Linked DNA regions of Mus musculus: region 1 is linked to region 2. A link is a contact called in public HiChIP or PLAC-seq data. All regions are on one chromosome and are shown on one strand. Each heading gives the region's core, a stretch centred on a gene start, on an enhancer-like site or on the middle of the called end of the contact. The rest is flanking DNA. Distances are from core to core; before and after follow the strand shown.

Region 1 (5,666 bases), core at 2,027-4,526, 250 kb before region 2:
GCCATCACTGCCCGGCTGCCCAATACTTTCTTTCTTTCTTTTCTTTTTTTCTTTTTCTTTTTTTTTTTTGGTTTTTCAAGACAGGGTTTCTCTGTGTAGCCTTGGCTGTCCTGGAACTCACTCTGTAGACCAGGCTGTCCTCGAACTCAGAAATCTGCCTGCCTCTGCCTCCCAAGTGCTGGGATTAAAGGCGTGCACCACCACTGCTGGGCTTGCCCAATACTTTCTTTTGACCTTCGCTGTTACATGCACACACACATACACTCCTATAAAATAACTATTAAAAAGCAAGGGTAGCAAAGGAGGAAGCATGACCCTCTGACCTCCAGGATATCACTTTTCTGAGCTGCCACAGTGAGCAAGCAAAGCACCTATAAATACAGCCAAAGCTAGAAGCAGACTTAATGCTGGAGAAAGAAAAGGGGGCTGAGTCCTCCCCCACTGGGATAGAAACAGAGAGTGGCAAGATGGGGAGTGGCAGAAGGGACATGCTTGAACTCTTAGGTTTTTCTCCCTATCTGCTGTGCCTATTAATCTTTACACTGCTGGGACCTAAACCTAGGACTTTATATTGCTAGTCAAATGCTATACCTGAGAACTGACCTAGCCAGCCCTCTTTTTCCTTAATTTTATGCACATGAATATCTTACCTGTATGTATGTACGTATGTGCACCCAAAGCCTGGTCCACAAGGAGATGATAAGATGGCAGAGGTGCTGGAAACTGAACCCAGGTCCTACTGCTGAGCCCTCTCTCTTGCTCCAAGGCGATGGGGTGGGAAGGGATTTCAATGCACACTGGATTTGCTTTTTTTTTTTTTGACTACTATCGAGGTTGAACATATTTTCCAGTGTTTCTCGGCCATTTGTATTTGTCTTTTGAGACTAGCCTGTTCATTTCATCAGCCTGTTCACTGTTGAGTTCTTTCTCTAGCTATTCCTCTTGTTAGACACATGGCTGGCAAAGGCTCTCCTGCTGCTCTGTGGCTGTCTCCCCACTTGGTTGATTACCAGTCTCCTTTGCTGTATAGAAGCTCTCTGCTTTCATGAGGGCCCTCATGCTACAGCCTGCTGAGTAGCTGGGATTAAGGCCCCTGCCACCAGGCCCTGTCTGTTGTGGCTAATTGATTCTGTGTACAACTCCAGTGACTGGGTTTGGTGAGGGGGCAGAGACAATTACTGGATGAGAGGGGTTGGCAAGTATTCTTGGACAGCATCACCTCTCCCCCCCCAACACTTCCCCCTCCAGTCATAGGAACGAGGAAGTTTCGAGGAAGTAGTTATAGTAACCAGGATGGATAATAAATGAACAAACCCACCCACCACAGAGACAGAGACATATGGACAGATCAAGACAAAGGGAACAGGAAAACAATGGGATTTTAAACTTATTGTCCTCTTGGATGCTCTCCCATATTTGTCCCCCCTCTCATCCCACTAACTGTTCCATCCCTATCTGCTACCCCAAGCTGCAGTCTCAGGGTTCCGATGCTTGGTCTCTGGGTCAAGTCCCTGAAGGGAAGAACCAGTGCAGAGAGCTGAGCAGGGTGGTGCCTGGGTCTGTGTCCCAGTGCCTGGGCAGGAAGGGAATGGTGCCCAAGCCTGGTTCATGAGGACAGGAGACTCATTCACTGTAAACCAACTACAGATGTGCCGGGGTGGGGTGGGGAGGGGGATTAGGGCCACATTCCCAAACCGCAGCTGGGCCCGCCCCTCCTTCCGCCAGCCACCACCAGGGCAGGGCAGGAGGGGTTAATTTTGCAGCCTCCTGGCAGGATCCCTGCCACACAGGCAGCTCACTATCCCACCCCAGCCTGAATGCCAGGGTCCAACTCCCGGACACACACCCCTCCCACACTGCTAAGAGCTGCTCCCAGGGTAACCGGCAAAGTCAACAGCAGTCAGGCCACCTGGGGACGGGACCCTGGAGTACCTATTCCCAGCCCTGGAGCGAAAGGCAGAGTTTCGTCTGTGCTCCCCCCCTTCCTCCCCCACAACGTCTCTGGTCTCTTGGGATTGCCACAGCAAGCCTCTCTTTCCCCTTCTCCTTTAGCTGATAATGGCTACCCAGAAAAGCCTTTCCCAGGAGGGGGATGCCTGGCCCCTAGGGTGACAGCAAGACCAGAGCTGAGTAATTCCAAAGTGGAAAATGTGATGTGATTCAGGGGCCCATTCCCCAGGTGCTGGCCACTCTGGGAGCGTTGCTGAGGATGGTCCTTTGGGCTAGTGCCTGGCCCAGCCCGTCCAATGAGCTTTCTCCTCTTCTGGAGTCGTGACCATCCCTGTGAGAGTGCATAGGACTTCACTTTTCTCTGGCTCTGTGCTCTGTGGTATAAAGTCAAACTATTGGCTTCCCTCTCTAGGTTCGAGAGCCTTTCAGCCTCGGTTTGTTTGGAGACAGAGAATATCCCTATTAGACACAGACTTTGGGCTTCTAGAGACCCAGCGTCAACAACATTCGTGGCGCATCTACCAGGCAGCCAGGCAGGCCTCGCTGGCTGAGCCAGACACACACCCTCGCCTGGGCTTTCTCCCTCACACCCAGCGCAAGGCTCCTCCCATCCCCCCTCCTCCCTAAAGTTCTTTCAGCCCTCCTCCCAGCCAGCCTCTCCCCCTCTAAATCCAAGTCTAAAGGTGGGGACGATATTGGCAGCGAGAGACCCACGCGCTTTAACTCCTGGAGTCAACTTCAGGCAGAATGAGAGGGAGGAAGCCTGTGAACCCAATTCGTAGCACCTTCATCGTAACCCCCACTAGTTAAACCAGTTTGCTCCTAGGCCATAGGACAGAGAAGGCCAGAGGAAGGGATACTGCTTTGACCTGCAGGTGGAGGTTAACTAAGAAAAGGGGACAGTGCCTTCTCCTCTGGTATACTCCTGCCCCATCACTCCACGTCTTGGCAGTGTCCAAGTCTCTCACTGCCTACCCTGGGAGGTACCAGAGACCGGCCTGGCAGAATACAGCGTGGCTAAAGACAACTCAGTCTCCCCAAATGGCTGGAAGGGGGATAGCGCCAGAGAGAAAGGGTTGGCATCATGGAGCCCAGGACACTGACCTCTGCCAGCTCTGCCCGGCCTCCCGGGGATGGAGCCACGGAAGCCTAGCAAATGGGAGGGGCAGAGACCCAGGCGTCCTGGGCCGCCCCGCCCAGTCCTCCCCCCCCCCAGCCACCACCCCCCCCAGCCCCAGGGCACCGAGGAGGGAGCCGGGCAGGGGCAGGCGGCAGGGGAGGGAGGAGCGAGGGCGGGAGGAGGAGGAGGGAGCCAGGCAGGGAGGGAGGTGGGGGGGGTAGGGAGGGAGAAAAAGAAAGAAAATATTTTCCGTGTCCCCGCCTGCGGAGTCAGTGTGCGGTTTGGGAGAAAATGTGTCGGATATTTTGGGGCGGTCACGTGGGCGGGCGGGCTCCGAGAGGCCCCGGGATTGTCCCAGCCTAGAGCCGTGCCCCCCTGAAGCCCCCCATTACCGCGAGTCACTAACACCGCGGTGCTCCATCCCCGAGACCGCCCGACGCCGGGACCTCGGGGCTCTGCGGCCTTCCTTCCCCCGCCCTCCCCTCCAGGTGAGTCAGGCGGGGAAGCCGGCTCGCCCGCCTGGCCGCCCTCCGGCCGCGGACGCCGGGGCTCCTCTGCTGAAATGAGCCAGGGGCGGGGGCGTCGGGAGCCTTGGGGTCCTTTCCCTCCGGGGGTGGCCAAGCTGTTAGCCGAGCTTATGCGGAGGCTTCCTGCCCCAAGTTGGGGTCAGTCGTGACCCGGGAAGAGAAAGGGGAGATTTTTTTTTAGACAGACTGAGGATGGGCCGGGTTGTCTGCCCTTGATTTTGGTGAGTATTGAAGGAGAGCATTTAGGAAAGTCTTGGGCAAGCGAACCAATGTTCCTGTACTCGGAATGTCAGAGAAGACGGGTTTTCCTCCTCTGGGAAAGGATGGCATTCTTCCACCGGAGTGGGGCGGGGGCATACTGAAGGGTGGATCTGATGGTCCAAGTACCCTTTCTCCAGTGGATTGGCAGGGCTCTGTATGGGGACTAGGAAAGCTCTAGCAAGTGTCTAGGTGGGTAAAGTGGTCTGTGGAGTTTGGACTGCAGAACCTGGATTCTCTCTGATCTATCCCTTACTGCACAAGTGAGCCAATGAAGGGGAGCTCTTTTAGAATATTCTCAAGGGGAGGCCCCAGTGGAACAAAGCTAGAGTTATAACGCCCGGACAGGTTCAGGAGAGCCCCTGTCCTGGAGTGCCACTGACAGCGCCTCTTTCCTTTCCAGCAGTTTCCACCAGGTCCCTCACCTCAGCCTGGCCCAGTATGTAGGAGGGACTCTCTGCAGAGGCCAGAGGGTAAGAATATGCTTAGTTGGTGGTCATGGGGATGGGGCAGCAGGGATGTCTGTCTCGGGGAGGGAACTCAAGGACAAAATGCTCAAATAATTCCCTCTTGTAGGGCTTAAACCCGGGGCAGTTGGGATCCTACTCCTCAAATTTGAGGCTTCTGCCCTTATGGTTATTCTTCGGGTACTGAGTTAGGGTTTGAGGACCACAGCCATTGTCAGTAAGGATACTTAGAGGGGGTCAAGGGGAGTGTGTGTCCAGGGTGCTCGGAGCTTGGTTATCCCAACACACACACACACACACACACACACACACACACACACACACACACACAGTGGCTTAGAACTGGTAGGCAGCATAGGACACGCCCCCCCAACCCCGGGGCACACCCCCACCTCTGGCTCAGAAAGCCACCTAACTGGCACCTCCAGTTCCCCCCTCGGCCCCACCCTGCCCGTGCCCTCTGATGCCCACACACATTCCACTGGCATTGCCTGCCTGCCTCCTGGGTACTGCCCCTCCCTGGGGCCAGTGGGGTAGAGGGAGGGCACCTGAGGATTCAAGGTGGAGAATCAAGGGTCTAGACTCCCCCAACAACGGCACGGAGCCAGGGAAGCTGGGTCCACTGCTGTCTCCTGGAGAACAGGCTTGGGGCTCAGGATAGGGCAGAGGATGCCTGGGTTCTCCTCCCATTCTGGAGATGGGGTCATGGAAAAAGGTGGTCGTGTTTATACAGAGGGGAGGGGGGCAGCGGGTGGAGAGCAACTGACAAGAGCGGCTTTGTTCCAGGCTCTGGAGCGGGCAGGGCAGCAGGGAGACGCCCCCCTTCCATCCGGCAGCCCCCTTCATCCATGCCCTCCCCTCAACTCCACCTCATCTCTAAGAGAAGCTTTGTAAGAACCCTTTCCCCAAGTCAGTTGCCCGCCTTCTAAGCCGCACCATCTGAAGTGGCATCTTGGGAAGAGGGGAGCGTTCTCCTTCTTCTGCAGGTCCCACAAAGAACCTAGACAGTTAAGGCCTCATTTAGGATTTCCTTTGACTCCCGCACTGTTGTCTTACTCTCTTCTACCTGGAACTGAAGTGCGCCCCCTTCCCAGAGAGACCAGACTTAGGAGACAGGAATCTGTTATCTTCTTCACCTCTAAGTCTCCCCTCCCAGGTAGTTGAGGAGGAAGGCCAGGGAGAGTTGTCCTTTGCTTACAATGTCCTTGGTGAGGACCAGGAGCCTGAACACCCCTTCCCCTCCACCTCCTGTTGAAGTTCTGCCCTACCCTAGAGGTCTGGTTCCCATCTGTAGGTAAGATGCCAAGACAGGGATGGCTGGAATAGAGAGCCTATTTCCAGTCT
Region 2 (5,662 bases), core at 777-3,276:
CCTGAAAACGGAGTGTTGACTGAGGGGGATGTGAGAGGGCCTGGTGTAAATAGGATTTCCCTTTTCCTAGCATGCTGGAAGCCCAAGGCTGGGGACTCCTAGCAAAAGACAGGCAAGGAAGGAATATGGTCTCTGTGCAATCCTTGGGGATTTCTAGATTGGTCTTTCTGGAAGTGTCCTCAGACAGACAGACAGACAGACAGACAGACAGACAGACACACACACACACACACACACACACACACACAGGTAGGGGTGGCTTCTCAGACAAAGAGGGAGAGAGGTGTGCCGTGTAGGGAAGGAACATGTCTGTGTGTCTCTAGGGGTGACTTTCTGGGTCTCTGTCCCTTTTGGCAGGAACATATATGTGCCCATCCTGGGTCTCTGTCCCTTTGCCTATATGTGCCCATAGAGCAGTCCTGGGTGTTTCTCCTAGGGGGGCGGAATCCATAGACAGTTCTCTTAGTAGGTGCTTACTCTTTTCCCTGGCTATGGGGTGGTGTCTGCTACCGCCCAGTTCCCCAGGGAATTTGGATATCTGTCATCTATTGGTTTCCTTAATTGAGATCCACCCAATCCCCACATCACACCCTGAAGTGCCTTCCAGAGAGCCCAACCCATCAGGTAATTTAATTGCAGGTGGAATCTTTGCCTTGGGGACCCAAACCTCTTGCCTGCTTGCTCCACCCAGGCCTGGAGGGCCTTGCTCTGCTCCCCAGTCTCCAACCTCTCACAGGTGCAGGCTGTGCCCCAGCTTGTTCTCCTGACTCACTCTGATAATGGGATAATGAGTTCAGAGAGACAGGTGCAGGGAGACAGGGTACTATCCTCATCACATCTGGCCAGCCTGGGGCCGGGGGCAGAGGAGAAGGGTCCAGGTGGCTGGAGAATGAGTCACCACCAGCAGGGCCATCCCGTTCCAAGGCACCATGAGTCACTGCCCTGGCAGCCTGGGGAAGGTGTCTCCAAAGAAGCGATTGCAACAAAGCCCCTGTGCCTCTATTCTCTGGGGTCTCCCTTTTCTGCCTTGGCCTCTGTCCCTCAGTCTTTGTTATTCCTCGAGGCCTCTGTCTGGTCTGGGGAATTCTCTCGGGTCTGGGTAGGAAAGGAGAATACTGTGCTGTGTCCAGAGAGAAGAGCTGCGTTTGATTTCTCTTTACCTTGCACAAGAGAGAAGACAGCTAGAAGCCTGTGTTTCATTCATTCCTCAAATATCTACCTACCTTCCCACCCCCCTTTGCCAGCCTATGGGTGCAGGATGCTGCACAGGTAGCGGGGTGGGGTAGTGGTGTTAGCTGTAACCTGGGCAGACAAAGCAAACAGGAGCTTGGGAACGAAAGGGCCCTGCTGGTCAGCCTGGCCAGCTCCACCTAAAGGAGGTCTCTTGGAGGTATTAGGAGAGACCAGCCAGAGATGTGGTGGATGAGGCACACCCTCAGTCCTAGTGCTGGCTGGTAAAGGCCGGTGCCGGCTTTGGTTAGGCTTCAGGGTACTTATACCCCCAAAGGGGTTGTGACCCCCCCCCCCCAAGATTCTGAACCACAGGATATTTGATATGTCACCTCTGGGAAAACATAGCTCTATCCCTAGAGGGATTGCAACCCACTGGTGGAGAACCTACAGCATATCTGTTACGTGACTCCCGAGGAAGGGCCCTTCCGACCTTCCTTGAGTTTCAACTTCTAGTGAGTTCTAGTAGCTTGCCTGTGTTGAGTTGAGACCCAGTGTTTTAAACTAAAATGCCTGGGAACCCTTTCAGCCCAAGTAGTTCTCACAGGAGGGCAGGAGATAAGACAGCTTAGGTCAGAGATCCCAGGCTCACTTCCTGCCTTCACAGGGATCAATTGCTCTCTCCTGGATTTTTAGGGTGGGGCTGGAGAGGGATCCCGGGTGGGAACAGCTCTCTGCTGCCCTCACCTGAGTCCCGTCTGGAGGTTGCAGACGTTGGGTTAGGCCCTGCCCTCTAGTGTCTAGCCACTCAGGTAAGAGGCCCTTTTCCCTCCCCTGGGGCTGGCCTCTTCTTTTATAAAGGGCCTTCGCTGGGCGCTGTCCCACCGTCTAGAAGCAGCTGCTTAGCTCGCTCTCGAACCTCCGTCTTCAGCTCACTGCCTTCGCTCCAGACTTCACCATGTCCATCAGGGTGACTCAGAAATCCTACAAGATGTCCACCTCCGGTCCCCGGGCCTTCAGCAGCCGCTCGTTCACGAGTGGACCCGGTGCCCGCATCAGCTCTTCCAGCTTTTCCCGGGTGGGCAGCAGCAGCAGCAGCTTCCGGGGAAGCATGGGCACCGGCGTGGGTCTGGGCGGCTTTGGCGGGGCTGGTGTCGGGGGCATCACAGCCGTCACGGTGAACCAGAGCCTGTTGAGCCCCTTGAAGCTGGAGGTGGACCCCAACATCCAGGCTGTGCGCACTCAGGAGAAGGAGCAGATTAAATCCCTGAACAACAAGTTCGCCTCCTTCATTGACAAGGTGAGACCCCTCTCTTCCCGACTAACCGTCCTGCGCTCGCTCTTTCTTCTGCTGACACAGAGATGCGTACATCTCTCCTCGCACCCCCCATGAGCTCCTGTTGGGACCCACCCATTCTGGCCACACTCTCTTCTACTTCTCTCATACCCTTTGGCTTGGGCCCAGAGGGTCTGAAGTGCTTGTGACTAAATCTTGGAGCACCTTCCCATTCACTGGAGGGCCTGGTCCCTTCCCTGTGGCTTTGCTCTCTGGTGGCGGGGACGCCCCCTCGCCCCCCCGCCCCCAACTGCCCCAAGGTTTCCTCATGGTGCCCCGTGCATTGTGTATTTTTCTATCTTCCTGTTAAATAATGGAGGGCGGTGTAAGGATTTTAGAAGGTTTCAGGTGTCTTGATTGAACCCGACAAACGCATATGGAGGTCTTTGGTGCCCAAGGCTAGAGAGTGGGGGCTCCAGGCTGAGTCACTGCTCGGCCCCTGCCCTGCTCCAGTGGGCGGGGCCGCTGTAGAGCCAGGGCGGAGGTCTTGGGTCTGCCCTTCCACCAGGAGTGGGGTGGGGTGGAGGGGAGGGTGAGTCTCAGGGCTCCGCCTCGGGAAGGCCCGTGCGAGATTCAAAGTCTGCGGGCGTTGGACACTCCGCTCCTGTTTCACGACCTGTTAAGACCGGAGTTTATGGCCTCAGATAGCGTCGGCCTACCCACGCCCCTCTGCGAGCTTGGCCCTTGTACCCCTTTCACTCTTTCTACGGTGGCTCCGCCCCAACTGCCTGGTTCCTTTGCAAGCCGAAAGCCAGGCCAGGTTTTGCAGTCCTGTGGCACAGTGGCCTTCGTGGCCCCGGGACGATTGGCCCTTTTTTGCTGACTGGCTCCTGAGAGGCGGTGTGGGAACGGGAGGAGGGAAAACACGGGGCTGAGCCTGTGGAATCACAGGACGCCCCAGGAGCGTCTGCCTCTTCTTCACAAGGGTTTACTAGCTCCAACGGTCCGGTCCCTAACTCCCCCTAGAATCCTGATGGAGAGCAGTTGGCTCAGACATGGCATGTGCCTTGTGGTTACAGGGCCCGGCAATTTCCTCCAATGGGCCATCTTGTCAAGTTTGACTTCCTCTTCTGTAAAATGGACACGACAGGCCCCAAATCAGTTTCTCTGCCTGTTCAGCTCAAAGTGTGACGAGCTTTAGCAGCACCTGGCCCGAATTCAGCATTCCATTAGAATGGATTACTTGGGTTATTATTATTATTATTATTATTATTGTAATTACGGGGAAGAAAGGATTTATAGTGTGGGTTGTGGGAAGGTAATCCGATTGTTCCCACAGGATGGCTTTCTAGTTTCCCCCCAGTTTAAAAAGTTAGCGCTCCGGCCTGAGAGTGTGAAGTGCATTTTGCTCCTATGGAGCAGTCAGGCTATTATCCTTACAAAAGGCTTTTCCCTGTACCACGTCTTGGATTGTGCGCTCTAAGATGTGAAGGGGGCAGGGAGGGCGGGGTTGGTTGTGGACAAGTGGGAAGAGGGTCGTGGGACTCCCAAGGCTAAGGGGTCTCCAAGGCTGCTCCAACAGGGTGGGAAGGATGGAAGGAGACGTACCTGCCTGCTCTCTTGCTTCATCTTCTGCTAAAAGTGGGCCCTTGTGGAGAAGGGGCTCCCAAAAGCGCCTACCTGAGCCTTCTGGAGCTATTTGCAGGGTTGGGGAGACCCAGACCAAGTTACACAGCTCAGGGTAACAGTAGTGTTGCTATAGGAAGCAGGGAGAGAGTTCCCTACAATTCCCAGGATCTTTATTCAAGATCCCTTCGAATGATCATCGATAGTGTGATAGATGCCATTCTCAATCCTACATACAAGGTAACGAACAGAAAACGAGGCTGTGATGTATCATCTATTCAAATAAAAGCCCCTCCGCAGCTACAGCTGCAGCCTCCCCCTCCGCAGCTATGGCTGCAGCCTCCCCCTCCGCAGCTACGGCTGCAGCCTCTCCCATCCCAAGTCCTGGAGGAACATGGCTCCCGACGCTGCCATCACCAGGACACTGCACTATTTCCCCAGGACATACGTGACCACGGGAAGGGACAGTGATTCCCTCCCTCCCTCCCTCCCTCCCTTCCTCCCTCCCTCCCTCCCTCCCTCCCTCCCTCCCTCCCTCCCTCCCTTCCTCCCTCCCTCTCTCCCTCTCTCCCTCCCTCCCTCCCTCCCTCCCTCTCTCCCTCTCTCCCTCCCTCCCTCCAGATCCTGACTATAGCCTGATGTGGAATTTTTTCGTGTCCTCCCCATGCAGGTGCGCTTCCTGGAGCAGCAGAACAAGATGCTGGAGACCAAGTGGAGCCTGTTGCAGCAGCAGAAGACGTCGAGGAGCAACATGGACAACATGTTTGAGAGCTACATCAACAACCTCCGCCGGCAGCTGGAAGCCCTGGGCCAGGAGAAGCTGAAGCTGGAGGCTGAGCTTGGCAACATGCAGGGCCTGGTGGAGGACTTCAAGAATAAGTGAGCCCCCTCCCTGAATAAAGTCCTCTTACGCCGCCTCACTTTTGGGGGGCACGGGCCTATGTTCTCGTGACCCTCTGCATAGGGGATAGTTTGGTCCTGTGGCCACATGGTCAGTTTTGCTTCAGTCTCAGGACTGTCTAGCCCAGGACAACAATTTCCTGGTTAGGTAGTGTGTACCTAAGCTGGGTGCATGTTTGTATTATTTCACTCAGGAGACAGAGGCAGGAGGATTGCACAAACACACCCTAATTTCAAAGTGAGTTCTAGGCCAGCCAGAACTACATAGTAAGATTTATTTATTTAATTTATTTTGCACTTAAATGAGAGAGAGAGAGAGAGAGAGGCAGCCAGCAGTTCTCACTTTTTTACTTTAACAGCTATGATCTGGCAAGCTCTCCAAAGAGTGCTCTGAGGTCCCATGACAGGATCCATGCTAACTCTCTTAGCATGCCAAGTCTAACGTGTATCTGGAGACTGCTTTCCTGCTCCAGGCCTCCCCACTGGCTGAGCATAAGGTTGGGTGGGGGTTGGGAAATGAGTATGGGGGGCAGAAGGACCAGCCTTGCATGCCCTGTATCTCTGAACTGAGATATTCATCTCCCCTACCCCCCCCACCCCCCGTTCCCATCAGAGAGCAAGGTAGGGTAGGATTGTCTCTCTTTGTGCACACATTTCGCATGTACAAAGCCTTGGGCTCCATCCCTGGCA

Evidence for each region. HiChIP or PLAC-seq counts read pairs in DNA pulled down with a chosen protein or histone mark.
Region 1: a contact with region 2 is called in a FOXA1 HiChIP or PLAC-seq map of pancreatic cancer cells. The contact joins the promoter of Rarg here to the promoter of Krt8 in region 2. A contact is called at or near these places in 2 of 39 promoter capture datasets (liver and pre-B cells), 1 of 484 Hi-C or Micro-C datasets (embryonic stem cells) and 1 of 115 datasets of contacts at active chromatin or transcription factors (pancreatic cancer cells).

Annotation. Positions count from the first base shown.
Region 1 is chr15:102,255,132-102,260,797 of GRCm38.p6, reverse strand. It overlaps Rarg (retinoic acid receptor, gamma), which reads left to right and starts at 3,276. Exons shown (of 10, transcript NM_011244.4): 1 at 3,276-3,558; 2 at 4,259-4,328.
Region 2 is chr15:102,000,706-102,006,367 of GRCm38.p6, reverse strand. Krt8 (keratin 8) reads left to right here and starts at 2,026. Exons shown (of 9, transcript NM_031170.2): 1 at 2,026-2,470; 2 at 4,743-4,951. The coding sequence starts at 2,129. It overlaps Gm36026 (a long non-coding RNA gene), which reads right to left and starts at 225. Exons shown (of 2, transcript XR_875678.2): 1 at 1-225.